Linked DNA regions of Mus musculus: region 2 is linked to region 1. Evidence: chromatin contacts called from public HiChIP or PLAC-seq data. All regions are on one chromosome and are shown on one strand. The core of a region is the stretch at or near the end of the contact, and the rest is flanking DNA. Distances in the headings are between cores, read along the strand shown. Region 1 holds the start of Rabep1 (rabaptin, RAB GTPase binding effector protein 1). Region 2 overlaps Rabep1 (rabaptin, RAB GTPase binding effector protein 1).

The links. HiChIP or PLAC-seq counts read pairs in DNA pulled down with a chosen protein or histone mark.
Region 2: a contact with region 1 is called in an H3K4me3 HiChIP or PLAC-seq map of bone marrow-derived macrophages, with 2.6 times the contacts expected there. The contact joins the enhancer-like site here to the promoter of Rabep1 in region 1. A contact is called at or near these places in 1 of 15 datasets of contacts at CTCF or cohesin (CD8 T cells), 6 of 484 Hi-C or Micro-C datasets (bone marrow-derived macrophages, cumulus cells, macrophages and 2 more), 11 of 115 datasets of contacts at active chromatin or transcription factors (CD8 T cells, the HPC-7 cell line, the SCID.adh cell line and 4 more) and 2 of 9 other capture datasets (adipose tissue and pancreatic islet).

What each region holds. Positions count from the first base shown.
Region 1 is chr11:70,841,103-70,847,074 of GRCm38.p6, reverse strand. Rabep1 (rabaptin, RAB GTPase binding effector protein 1) reads right to left here and starts at 2,314. Exons shown (of 18, transcript NM_019400.3): 1 at 2,067-2,314. The coding sequence starts at 2,100.
Region 2 is chr11:70,888,515-70,894,295 of GRCm38.p6, reverse strand. Rabep1 (rabaptin, RAB GTPase binding effector protein 1) reads right to left here. Exons shown (of 18, transcript NM_019400.3): 5 at 608-727. Among named protein-coding and RNA genes, the nearest start is that of Rabep1, 47 kb to the right of the region's middle. Within about 2 kb of position 2,500, at least 16 of the 459 cell types and tissues checked have an H3K27ac peak or open chromatin away from gene starts, as enhancers often do. A contact at or near this core is called in the HPC-7 cell line, bone marrow-derived macrophages and macrophages, where this site is marked.

The sequences.
Region 1 (5,972 bases), core at 1,065-3,564:
TGTCAAAAAGAAAAAAGATTCGGCACTGCTTCTGAAATGACGGGAAAGCGGACGAAGCAGTTATGTTTTACTGTTGGTCTGGTGCAAAGGAATTTTCCAATAATTTTGTTTTTTAACTCAGCAGGTCTAAAAAATTCAAGTGCGCTTCTAATTAAAGTTGTCAATATGAACTCAACTAAAGAGAACAATTAATTCCGCAAGATGAACTTGTAAGCAGACATTGGCACAAAGAACTCAAACATACCAAATTCTCTCCCCTTTCATGAACTGATAGATACCTTTGTCCATTTACATTAACGTATACTTAAAAATTTTACTTAATCTCATTCCATAGTCTTAAATTTTGAAAAATAGGAAGTAAACCTGCACTGAGAATAGCAAGAACATGAGATTCCTCAAAGCTAATGTTTTCCTCGCTTCTGCGAAGTGCTTAGTCACTTCTGCCTATTTGCAGGGAAGACCATTTCATATATTGAAAGAGGCAGGAAATTAAGAGTCCAGACTCATGTCACCTGAGTTGTCCATGGAAAGCAAAGGAAGGCAGCAGCCAGTTAAGCATACCTACCAGAAGTCAGAGCTTTCTCTGTATTCTGCCTCTGTCTGCAGTAACAAGGAGGGTTTGTAAAGTTTTCCTCCCTGACACCAAATACAAAAGGTGAGAGTTAAAAGAAGGTCCAAAAAACATCCCTGTTTCCTGACAGCCCACCAGAAACACCTCCCTTCTCTTTATTGGAATAGAAACATCGAGCAAGTTAAAGTCTAGGCTGGACATTACCCCTTAGGCAACTAACAAAACCCAAAACTAGAGGCTAACAATCTTTAGAGAACACTTCCCAGAGAGCAGCAAGAGTCTCAAAATCTGATAACATTGTTTCCAGTTCCCCTACCGCAAGAACAAACAGAGGTTTTCACAAAAGATCATTTCAAGAGACTACTCTTGGAAAAGGCCAAGAACCTCCTGAGCCAACCACCACATCCCAACATTCTACTTACAGGTAAAGATGCTAAGCACAAAAGCCAATTAGAAAAGTACACCTGAAAGAACTTTCCCAACTAGATACAGTAAGATCTTGCCAAGGACGGAGCACATTCTTTCCAAACATAACTCCCGGTTGACGACAACAACACCTGAAACAATGTGGTCAAAACTCTGGGGCAGAGCTCAGTCGGTTTAAAGGTCATAAAGGGTTCTAATAACCATCATGGCTTATTTAGAACAAGGCCCTTTTTTTCTTCCAATATGAGCATTATTAAGACAGTCTGTCCTGCACGTCTAAGTCTTGGCTACTCAGGAAACTGAGGCAGGATAGCTCAGGAGTTTCAGGTCATCATGGTCCACAAAGTGAGACCCCATCGCTTGAACGGTAGAGACGGAATGGAGAAGACGATTGACTCCTCGATTTCGGCCCACTCGAGCACCTTTTCATCCCTAACACTCTCGAAATAATACTAAACTATCCTTTTACAGATGAACGTTGCCATCTTTATCGCCTGGCCCAAGACTTGCCCATCTTTCTCGATAAAGAGACATGAATCAAGCGCTCTTCGTTCGTCAGAAACTGAGGCCCTAAGAGACTAAGATATGAGCCCGGCCTTACCATGAAGCAACACAACCACTCAAAAGAATGCTACCCAATGCTTAGGATCACAGTTACTTTTACAAGTCCGGTGCAAAGAGCGCTGGAGCGTGGCCTGAGGAGGCGGGAGCGGAGGTGGGGCGAGAGGGCACACGGCCACTACCAAGGCGAGGGCTCGCGTTTTCTTTAAGGAATATAGCACATGCTCTCCATTTCCATCCTCCCCACCCGAGGAACCCACGTGCTGATCCCACCGCACCTTCCTCTCCGCCGGCTCCCTCCCTGCAGCCTCCCCACGCCCTTCCCCGCGGCCGCCCGCGCGCGCCTCCCTCTCCCTCCCCAGCCCGGCTGCCCCAGCACGCGTCGCCCGCGCGCCCCCGCCTCCAGTCCGTGGGTCACCCCCGGGCCCGCGCGCGTGCCCTTCCTGCCCCCAAGGGCCCCCACGACGCTGCGCCGGGCAGGCCGCGCCCGCCATGGTGGGCGCCTCACCGTCAGGCTGGGGAGCCGGGCCCGGCTGCGCCATGGCCAGTGGGCGGCCTCGGAGAACGGGGATGGGCGGGGAAGCGGCGTCCCGGGATGCCGCGGGCTCAGCTGGCGGAGGAGGCGTCGACCGAGCCGCGGCCACCGCCGCCCAGGGAGGAACCGCTAAGGCTGGAGCCGCCGGCGCCGCCACAGCCTCGGGCAGAGACGGACCGGAGCGCCGACCTCCGCCTCCTCATCCTGACAGCGGGAAATAAGCAGTGCGCAGGCGCGGGGGGATGGGACGGCACGTGACGCTGGCCTAAGGGAGGGGCGGGGCCTCAGGAGGGAGGGAGACCAGGGAGGAGGGGTCCGGGGCCTGGGAGCCAGAGGGAGGCTGATGAGAGAGCTATGGGTGTTGGAGACTGGCGGCTGCAAAGACGAAGACTGTGCAAGCTCTTGGCTCCCAGGACACAGACAAAAATATCAAGCTGAGTGAGGAGACCCTGGGTGCACGCGAACCCAGCCGCTACTTTGCCTAGTTGTGTGTCCTTGAGAAAGTCCCTTAACCTCATAACCTTGAAAAGTAGAGCGGCTAAGAAAAGTTTAAATGAGGATATAAAGTAGGAAGAATTGTTATGGCCAGAACTTGGTCTGGTCCCCAGATGTGCAAGCCAATGCACTTTTTCCATTAAGCGACTATGTTTGACTTTAACGTGATCAGCCCAGAGAAGCTGTTGGAGATACAGCCAGACGCAGTGCTTGCATTCTTGACAGGAGAAAGTGCCACCCTTCTGCCTGGGCAAGAGAGCCATACGGAGACTCCAGACTTTCCTTTCCAGCCTCATTCAGACCTTGCTGCCTTCCTAGGGCAAGGGGTCTACACAGTCTGGCACTTCAGGACCAAGTCCACCTGCCTTCCTATGAGCCCAGAATTCCCTCCCTGGGTAGCTGAAGCTGTAGTCTCTCATTTTTCTATAAGACAGGGTGTAAACGTTTCTCAACGTGCCAGAGGGCAGCTGCATTTGGAGGAGGTGGCACAGCACTTACACATTTGAGCTGCTCTGTGTGTTCACAGATCCTTCGTGGTGCAAGACAGGTGAGGAAAGAAGGAAGACAAGCAACAGACCAGGAGCCCAGCCAGGGCTTACGCTCCTCTCACCAGCTTATTCAAGTGCACATACCCCCAAAGGCCAGGGATCTATGCTAGTCTTTTTTTCTCCCTCCTGCAGTCCTGGGGATTTAACCTTAAGCATAGTAGGCAAGCACTCCACTACTCAGCTATAGCAATAGTTCTTGTTCTGTTTTTTTAATTTTGAAACACCCTCTCCCTAAATGGCCCAGGTTAGCCTTGAGTCTGCAATCCTGCTTCATCCTCCTGAGAAGCTGAGATTTCAGGGTTGGACCACTACTAGGTCCTACTTTTTCTTTTTCTTTCTTTCTTTCTTTCTTTCTTTCTTTCTTTTTCTTCTTCATTTATTCTGATTCTAAAAGTTCTAAGCTCAAGTCTGCTCCAGAGTCACTGCAGATGCCTACATTCAAACCATAATAGTCATTAATGGTTTGACTTTAGTCAAAGTAGAAGACTAGGCTCTAGTAAGGTTCACAGTTCTTTGGAATGGTTTATAATTTTAAATAGGTAGTCATCTGTTTGTACTTTTGCCTGAGGTCCCACTAAGATGAAGGGGGGTTATATTTAGACTTTTAAGCAATTAACATCTCCTGGTATGCCTTTGACAGAACAAATGAAGCCTGTTTCCACCCTCCCCCTGGTTTCTAACCTTCCTGAGTGAGCAAATCCTCGCTCAGCAGGGAGACCTTTGGCCCCAGTAGGGCCACTCAGTAATCATCTGTCCTGTTGCAATGACTGAATAGGAAGCAGGAGCCATAAAGATAGCAGATGGCGATGTCCTCCACAGATGGGACTCCTTCCACTGACTGTATACCGTACTTATTGCCATTGGTAATCAGGATTGCAACCCGGTCCTCAAGACCAAGGTCACTCAGAAATGATCACACATCTGGTAGGGACTCTCAGAGGCCCCTATGTCAAAAGTTGGAAAGGCCATTTTGAAATAAGCAAAGAGTACCAGAATTATATACATTTTCATATTCATTTAATTTTTTTTTTTAAGACAGGTTCTCATGTAGCCCAAGCTAACTTTGAATTCCTGATTCTCCTACCTCCCAAATGCTAGGATTACAAATCCAGAACTTTGTGCCTTCTAGGCAAGTGCTCTACCAACTGAGCTATACCCCAGTCCCATTTCATATTTTTTATGTAAACCCTAAGACCCAACAACCAGATGCCATTCCTAGATATGTACTAGAGAAAACTAACGTATGCTCAAAGCCTTCATTAGCTACAGAAGTTGTAATTCTCATTCTGAAGGAAATCAAGAAATAAAACATGAAATAATTACTTGTCAATTAGATTGTATGTGAAAGATAAGACATACACAAGAATATTTACAGCAGTATATTTCATTATACAGCAAATAAATGGCCCACATATTCATCAACAGAGATGATTTTGTTTTGTCTTGTTTGGTTTTAGTTTTGAGACAGCAAAACTGTAGCCCAGGCTGGCCCCAAACTCTCACCCTCCTGAGTATGGTGAGTACAGGTATACACGACTACATCTGACATTTAAATTTGTGTGATGTGTGATATATTTGTGTATATTTGTTCACACGTTTTCGGATACATGTGTGTACTTGTGAAGGTCAGAAGTCTACCTCAAGTACCTTTCTCAGTTTCTCTCCACCTAATTTGTAATAGGGTATCTCTTATTCTATGACAATATCATAGCTGTAAACAATGTATCTTGGTCATATACACCCCACCTCCCCCTTTCCACTCAACCCAGGCACTCCTTTAGGGCTCCCTCCCCACTTTATATCATTTCTCTTCTTTCTTTCTTTCCTTTTTAGTTTACTTTATATGCATAAATGTGCACCAAATGGGTGCCTGGAAGTTAAAGATGGTTGTGAGTTATCATATGGGTGCTGGAAATTGAACCTAGCTCCCCTGAAGAGCAACAAGTATTCTTAACCACTAAGCCTTATCTCTAGCCCCTATGTTGGCTTCTCTTGTTGGCTTGACCCTGTGCAGGTGAGTTCACGAGTGCAATGGCCGTGGTCCACAGCACTGAGGATGGCATTTCACAGCACTTCTGCTCATCCTCTGCCTCTTACACTCTATCTGCCCCCTCTTCCTAGATGTTTCTTTAGCCTTGTAGGGGTCAGAGGATGACAGTCTGAGACAGATGTCCGATTGAGCTGAGCACTCAATGATCACTTATTTATTCTTAGCACATCGGCCAGCTATGAGTCTCTGCATTAATTGCTGCCCATTGCAGAGAGCTTCCCTGGTCAGCGTTGACTGTAACAATCAATAGTCTCTATGTAGAAACATAAGTATTTAGGAGGCAGTTCGACCACAGGTCCACTTAACAAGACAACAGTATGACTTTTGACACCCTAAGCTATGGGCTTTTGACCAGTTTACAAAACCAGGCATGAATTGTCTCCTGTGGAACAGGCCTCCAATCCAATCCTAGCTAGGAGGAAGGGCGTTTTCAAGTCAGCTCCAGATTGATTTCTGTAATCAAAGTCCAACCTTATTTTTTGAGACAAGTTCTCTCACTGGTTCTGAAGTTCTTTAACACGAGATGACTAGCTATCCAACAAACTCCAGGGAGATGCCTATCCCCACCTCCCCAGCACTGGGATCAGAGCTATGCATTTTACATGGGTTCTGCATGGGTTTTACATGGGTTCTGAGATCGGTTCCTCATGCTTATATGGCAAAAACTTCAATGACTGAACCATCTTCCTGATGGTGGTGGTGTGTGTGTACATGTACATGTACAGGTATGTTTGCCATGTATATGTGAAGGCCGGAGGCCATCAAGCACCTTCCTCTCTCACTTGC
Region 2 (5,781 bases), core at 1,251-3,750, 47 kb before region 1:
GCGAGGAATGTAGTTCAGTTGTCAGAGTTCTCAGCCTAAAGCCCTGAGAGAGCCATGTAAAACAGGTATTGAATACACGGCAAGTTCAAGGTCAGCCTGGGCTACATGAAACCCTGTCTTACAAGAATAAACCAAAAAAGATAACTTGTTAAAAGAAAAAGGAGGGCCAGGCAGTGGTAGTGCACACCTTTAATCCCAACACTCAGGAGGCAGAGGTGGGCACATCTCTTGAGTTCAAGACCAGCCTGGTGTACAAAGCGAGTTCCAGGACAGACAGGGCTACACAGACCAACTCTGTTTCAGTAAACCAAGAAGGGGTGGTTCGGGGGGGGGAAAGAATAAGAGAAAATTGAGGTTGAGTCTCACTTGGATAAAATAAGCCACTGAACAGCAGTCTTCATTCATGAATAAGCATCATCACTGAGAGTTTAAATAACCAAAGGCCAGATTATGATAGAGGGGGTTTGCTTTCATTTTGCTTTTCTGAATTTAAAACAAAAAATAAGATTCTTAAGACACAAGGCTAAATGACTTCCCAGCACCGCTTCTTAAGTGATCCTAATTTTGTTCCCGGCATTGGAGCAGATGGGTAAGAGCATCTCACAACCTTTGAGGCCTCCAGCTCTTTAATCTTGTCTTCAGCTTCTGTCAGTTTATCTTTCAGAGCTGCAATTTCCTTCTCCATGGGCATCACGACAGAACGAAGCTTTTCAGCATCCTCTTGGGCCTATGATTACAAAGAATTAAACGCAACAATTTACTAATTTATGGCTTTTCTAAGAAACCCTGGTCTACCTATTTGCTAAAATTAGTATAACAACTATAGTACACACTTTATTAGCATTCATGAGATTGAGTATCAATCCTTTTCTTCAGGGTTTTTTCTTTGAATTTTTATTAACATGCATTTGTTATATTTACAAAATAATGGCCTTCAAAACTCCATTTCTTTCCGGTCCATCAGGTACTTGACTGCATTAGCACCAGCCGTCGCCCTCATTTCACTCTCCTCACTCTTCCTTTACCCACCTGTCTTCTCTCTCTCTCTCTCTCGCTCTCTCTCTCTCTCTCTCTCTCTCTCATACACAGACACAGACACACACACACAAACACCCTAGATTCCATATACGAGATGAGACAGTACAATAGTTGTCTTTTCGAATATAGATTATTGATATCTGATAATATTTGGCCCTAGGTTCTGGCAAATGACATGCATGTTCTTCAGAACAAAGCTTCACTGTGCTAGGGACATGGCTCTGCACTAAGAACATGCACTGTGCTTCCACTGAACCTAGTTCAGTTCCTAGCACAACATCAGTGTCTGACAACTGCCTCTACCTCCAGCTCCCAGGGCCAATTCCATTTTTAAGTAGTTTATTACCATGAATGTCAATTATGGTTTTCGCAAATATTTCACTCAGAATTTAACAGTAAATAGAAAAATAGATTCACTGTAACACAGCTGATTTCTTTACCGAGTAACTCAGTTATAAACCTCTCATTTATGAGAGGCAGATTCAAGAGCTGGGTGTACCCTCAGAAGGCAGAGGCAAGAGGACACACTCAAGTGGAGCCTACTCACGTCTACATGTAAAGTCTAGTCAGGCAGAGCCACAGAGTGTGATTCTGCCTCAAAAAGCAAAAACAAACACATTCAGTCCAGTGCTCAAGAGGCAGAGGTAGGTGGATCTCTGCAAGTTTGAAGCCAGTCTGGTCAAGATAGCAAGTTTCAGGCTGTCTATATTGTGAGGGACAAAATAAATAAACATTAAGTAAACAAAAAGTATAAAGATTTAAAAAGGTGGAACTCCTGCTACTAATGAAAATTAGCTTTATTTACCTAATGTAAACAAGCTCAGACTTACTTAAATTGTTCAGAATAAAAAAAAATGCATACATTGACTAATGTGAGGAATATTACCCCCCCACCCACACACACACAAACACAAAAAATAAAGAGAGCTTCAGAGTCACTTTGTTCCCTGATCCTTACAAAGATCTATTTATTTTATATTGAACTAAATTCTATTTGGAAGACATGTTAGCTTAAATGTCTTCACAGTCAAGGCTTGTTTGGGCTTACAGAGGTTTCCCGACAAAATCAACAGGCAAGGGAGAGAGAGAAGCCATGTATCGTATATACTAATGCAGAAGACCTCATAACTTCCATGCTGGGTGTCATGTGAACAAACTTTTATGGAGCCCACTAACAGTGCACCAAGTGTAGCCAATGTGATAGTCCCGTGGGTAACAATACCAGCTGTGCGTGCCTGAACTCAAACCCCAGAATCCAGTGGAGAAGACTGACTCCCTAAAGTGGCTCTCTGACCCCCCACATGCATGTCTGAACACATACATGAACAGCATACACACAGATAATAATAATAATAAAGAAGCAGAAAGGTCATTAAAATCAAAAGAAAACTTGAGAAGCTGCTACAGCTAAGCCACACCTACAACCATGTGACTGCATGACCAAATGCCCTGTGGTTTCCTGGATGGAAGGCTCAAACAGGAAGGGAGAAAAAAGAGGGGGGAACATTGGGTAAAAACTAACACAATCTGAACACAAAGAATAACCTTTGTTAGTAATGACAACAATACTATATGGTACAATGTTAAGAAAACTGGGCATGGAGTATATTGAAATGGTACAATATCATACATTTTTATATTTAAAAAAAACTCCTAAAAATAAAATTTTGGGCTGAAGATATGGCTCAGAGATTAAGAGCATGTACTGTTCTTGTAGAGGACCAAAGTTTGATTTCCAGCACCTATATCAGGAGGCTCACACTATCTGTAACTGTGGCTCCAAGAGATCCAATATCTCAGGTCTTTATAAGCACCTACATTCATATATATGTACCCTACACAGATACATATACAAACAATTTTAAAAAAAAAAACTAAAATAAAATGTGTAGAGGCCTAGGAGCTGACTCAATCAGTACAGGGCTCACCACACAAGAAGCATGAGGTCTGAGTTCGGACCCATGTAGAAAGTCAAGTGTTCCCGTTCATACTTGTAATGCCAGCACTGGGAAGCAGAGCAAGATTCTAGAAGTCACTGGCTAGTCAATCTAGCCCAAGTAGTGAGCTTCAGGTTCAGTGAGAAACCTTGTCTCAAAAAGTAAAGTACCCAATGTGGTGGCACTGAAAAGACAATATAAAGCCCCATTTGTCCCCATTTAAGGACTCCATTTGCTCCGTTTTGAGGACTAGGCCTGATTTCAAAAAAGGCCTTAATGCACCAGCCTCGGGAATAGACCATAAGTCCCAGAAACTAGGTCATAAGACACCAGCTCTAAGAATAGACCATAAAATCCAGAACAAGATCATAAAATCCCCTCCCAAAGAACAGCCTGGGGATAACCACAAAAATGGGGAAATATCTTATCTCAGAATGGGCATCTGTGCTGGTCAATCCTATCTCATCACATGGTTGAATGCTCATGACACAGGAATGAAGACCACTGATCACCTGACACCCCCTAGTACCACCAATGAAATTTTAAGTTCCTAATCCTTCTAGAGTTCCTCAGTTCCCTACAAGAAGGCCTGCATGCCTTTATCTGGGATCGCCATTTCAAAGAATGGTAGACCCCCACATGCTGGTTGTTTCTGCAGAATAAAAGCTTTTTGTTTTTGCATACTGAGTCTGGATCTTTCTTTAGTGATTTCGGTCTCTTACAGCACATGCTTTTAATCTCAGCATTTGGAAGCCAGATCTCAAACCAGCCTGGTCTACATAGAAAGTTCCAGACCAGCCAGGGATGCAGAGACCCTGTCTCAAAAAAGAAAGAGAAAGACAAAACAGAAAATAAGGTAGATGGAGAAAGGGATGGGAACTAGGAATTTTAAATAAGTATGACCAAGATACATTGTTTGCATGTATGAAACTGTAAAAGACAAAACAAAGATAAATCTTAAATAATAATAAATGTCATACATTTATATAATGGAACAATACTGGAATACTATTCAGCTATGAAAAATAAAGACATCATGAACAGGCAAATGGATGGATCTTACACTCCACAGACCCAAGGAGGTTGGACAGGAAGGAGGGTACAAGCAAAAATGCTTGAGCCTCACTTAGAAGAGGGAATGAAATGGTCATGGAAGGTGGATGGAGGGAGAGAACTGGATGGGAGACGGGACCAGGAGAGTATGAAGGATCAAAATTGGGTGTGGGGAAGGCCAGGAGGTATGGATGTGGCCTGGACCTAGACCTCGAAGCAGATGTTCAGCTTGGTCTTTGTGGGTCCCAAACAACTGGTCTTTTGGCTTTCCCAAAAGCTGTTGTCTGTATGTAGGATATGTTCTATTAGCTGGGCTGCCTTGTCTGACCTCAGTAGGAGAGGAAGCACCTAGCCTTGCAGAGACTTGAAGTGCCAGGATTGGGGGCATACCCAAGGTGCACCCACCCGCTCAGAGGAGAAGGAGAGAGGGTAACAAGGAGGGGGACAGTGAACAGGATGTAAAGTGAGTAAGTAAAAGATAAATAGAGAGACAGACAGACAGACAGAAGAGTGATCTGTCTGCAAGATATACTGGTGCAACAGTGGTACAAATTATATAAAAGTAACCACCCACCCCAACCCCTGCCCCAACAGAATTTAAAGCTTGTACCATTTTTTTGGGGGGGGGGGGTTCCGAGATAGGGTTTCTCTGTGTAGCCCTGGCTGTCCTGGAACTCACTTTGTAGACCAGGCTGGCCTTGAACTCAGAAATCCGCCTGCCTCTGCCTCCCTAGTACTGGGATCAAAGGCGTGCGGCACCATGCCCAGCTGCTTGTACCATTTTAGACAGAACCCATACCTGACACTGCTGAAGTAGCCAAGAACCTGGAACTAAATAGGTCACTGGCCTAGGGGAAAGCATACTACTATTTCTGCTAAAGGAACACAGCCATAAAATGACCCTTAATAACATATTGCTATACCCACAGAACAGTGCATCATTCAACCCTCTTCAGAAAAGCTGCTTCTTTCAGATAAGAATTATTAACACAGAGAACCACGATGGACAATGTGCAGAAAGTGAGAAATTTGGAGCACTCAGCCCTAAATAGGATGTCTTCATCAAATCCCACCCCTGAAGACTCAAGTAACTATGCAGAAGAAAGAGCAAGATGTAGTAGTTAACACTAAGAAAACAGCATCTTCTAGACACAACAGGGCTGGTGCACATATGAATGAATGCACAGAGACTATGACAATACACATAAGATCTGTACAATTTCAAATAAGACAAAATCCCAGCAGGGAGAAGAAATGGATACAAAATCCCACCCCTAACCAAAATGCTCTTTGCAATTGATACCTGCTGGCAAAAGGATATCAGCTTTTTCCTATGGAGTACCATTGGGTATATCAACCATACTTTAAGGCAGGTCTTATGCCCAGGAGTAAGTCAACACAAAACAGACTCTGTGTTCTTTCTTTTGTGTCCTTTTGGTTTGTTTGGTTTGGTATTTTGGTATTTTGGGTCTTCCTGCGTTTTTGTTTGATTTTCATTTGGGAGAAGGGAGATTGTTTTGGTTTTGAAAAGTAGAGAAAAAAATATGAAGCTGGGTGGGGAGGGATGGGAGGAGGATCTAGAAAGAGTTGGGGAACACAAAAATATAATTAAAACATGGCACAAAAATGTAACTAAAAAGAATTGATAGAGAAGACTCCCGACATTTACCTTTAGCATCGGGCGTGCACACGCACACACACACAAAATAAATTTTATAAAAATAAAAGCTAGCTTAAAAATTAAAACTTTTTT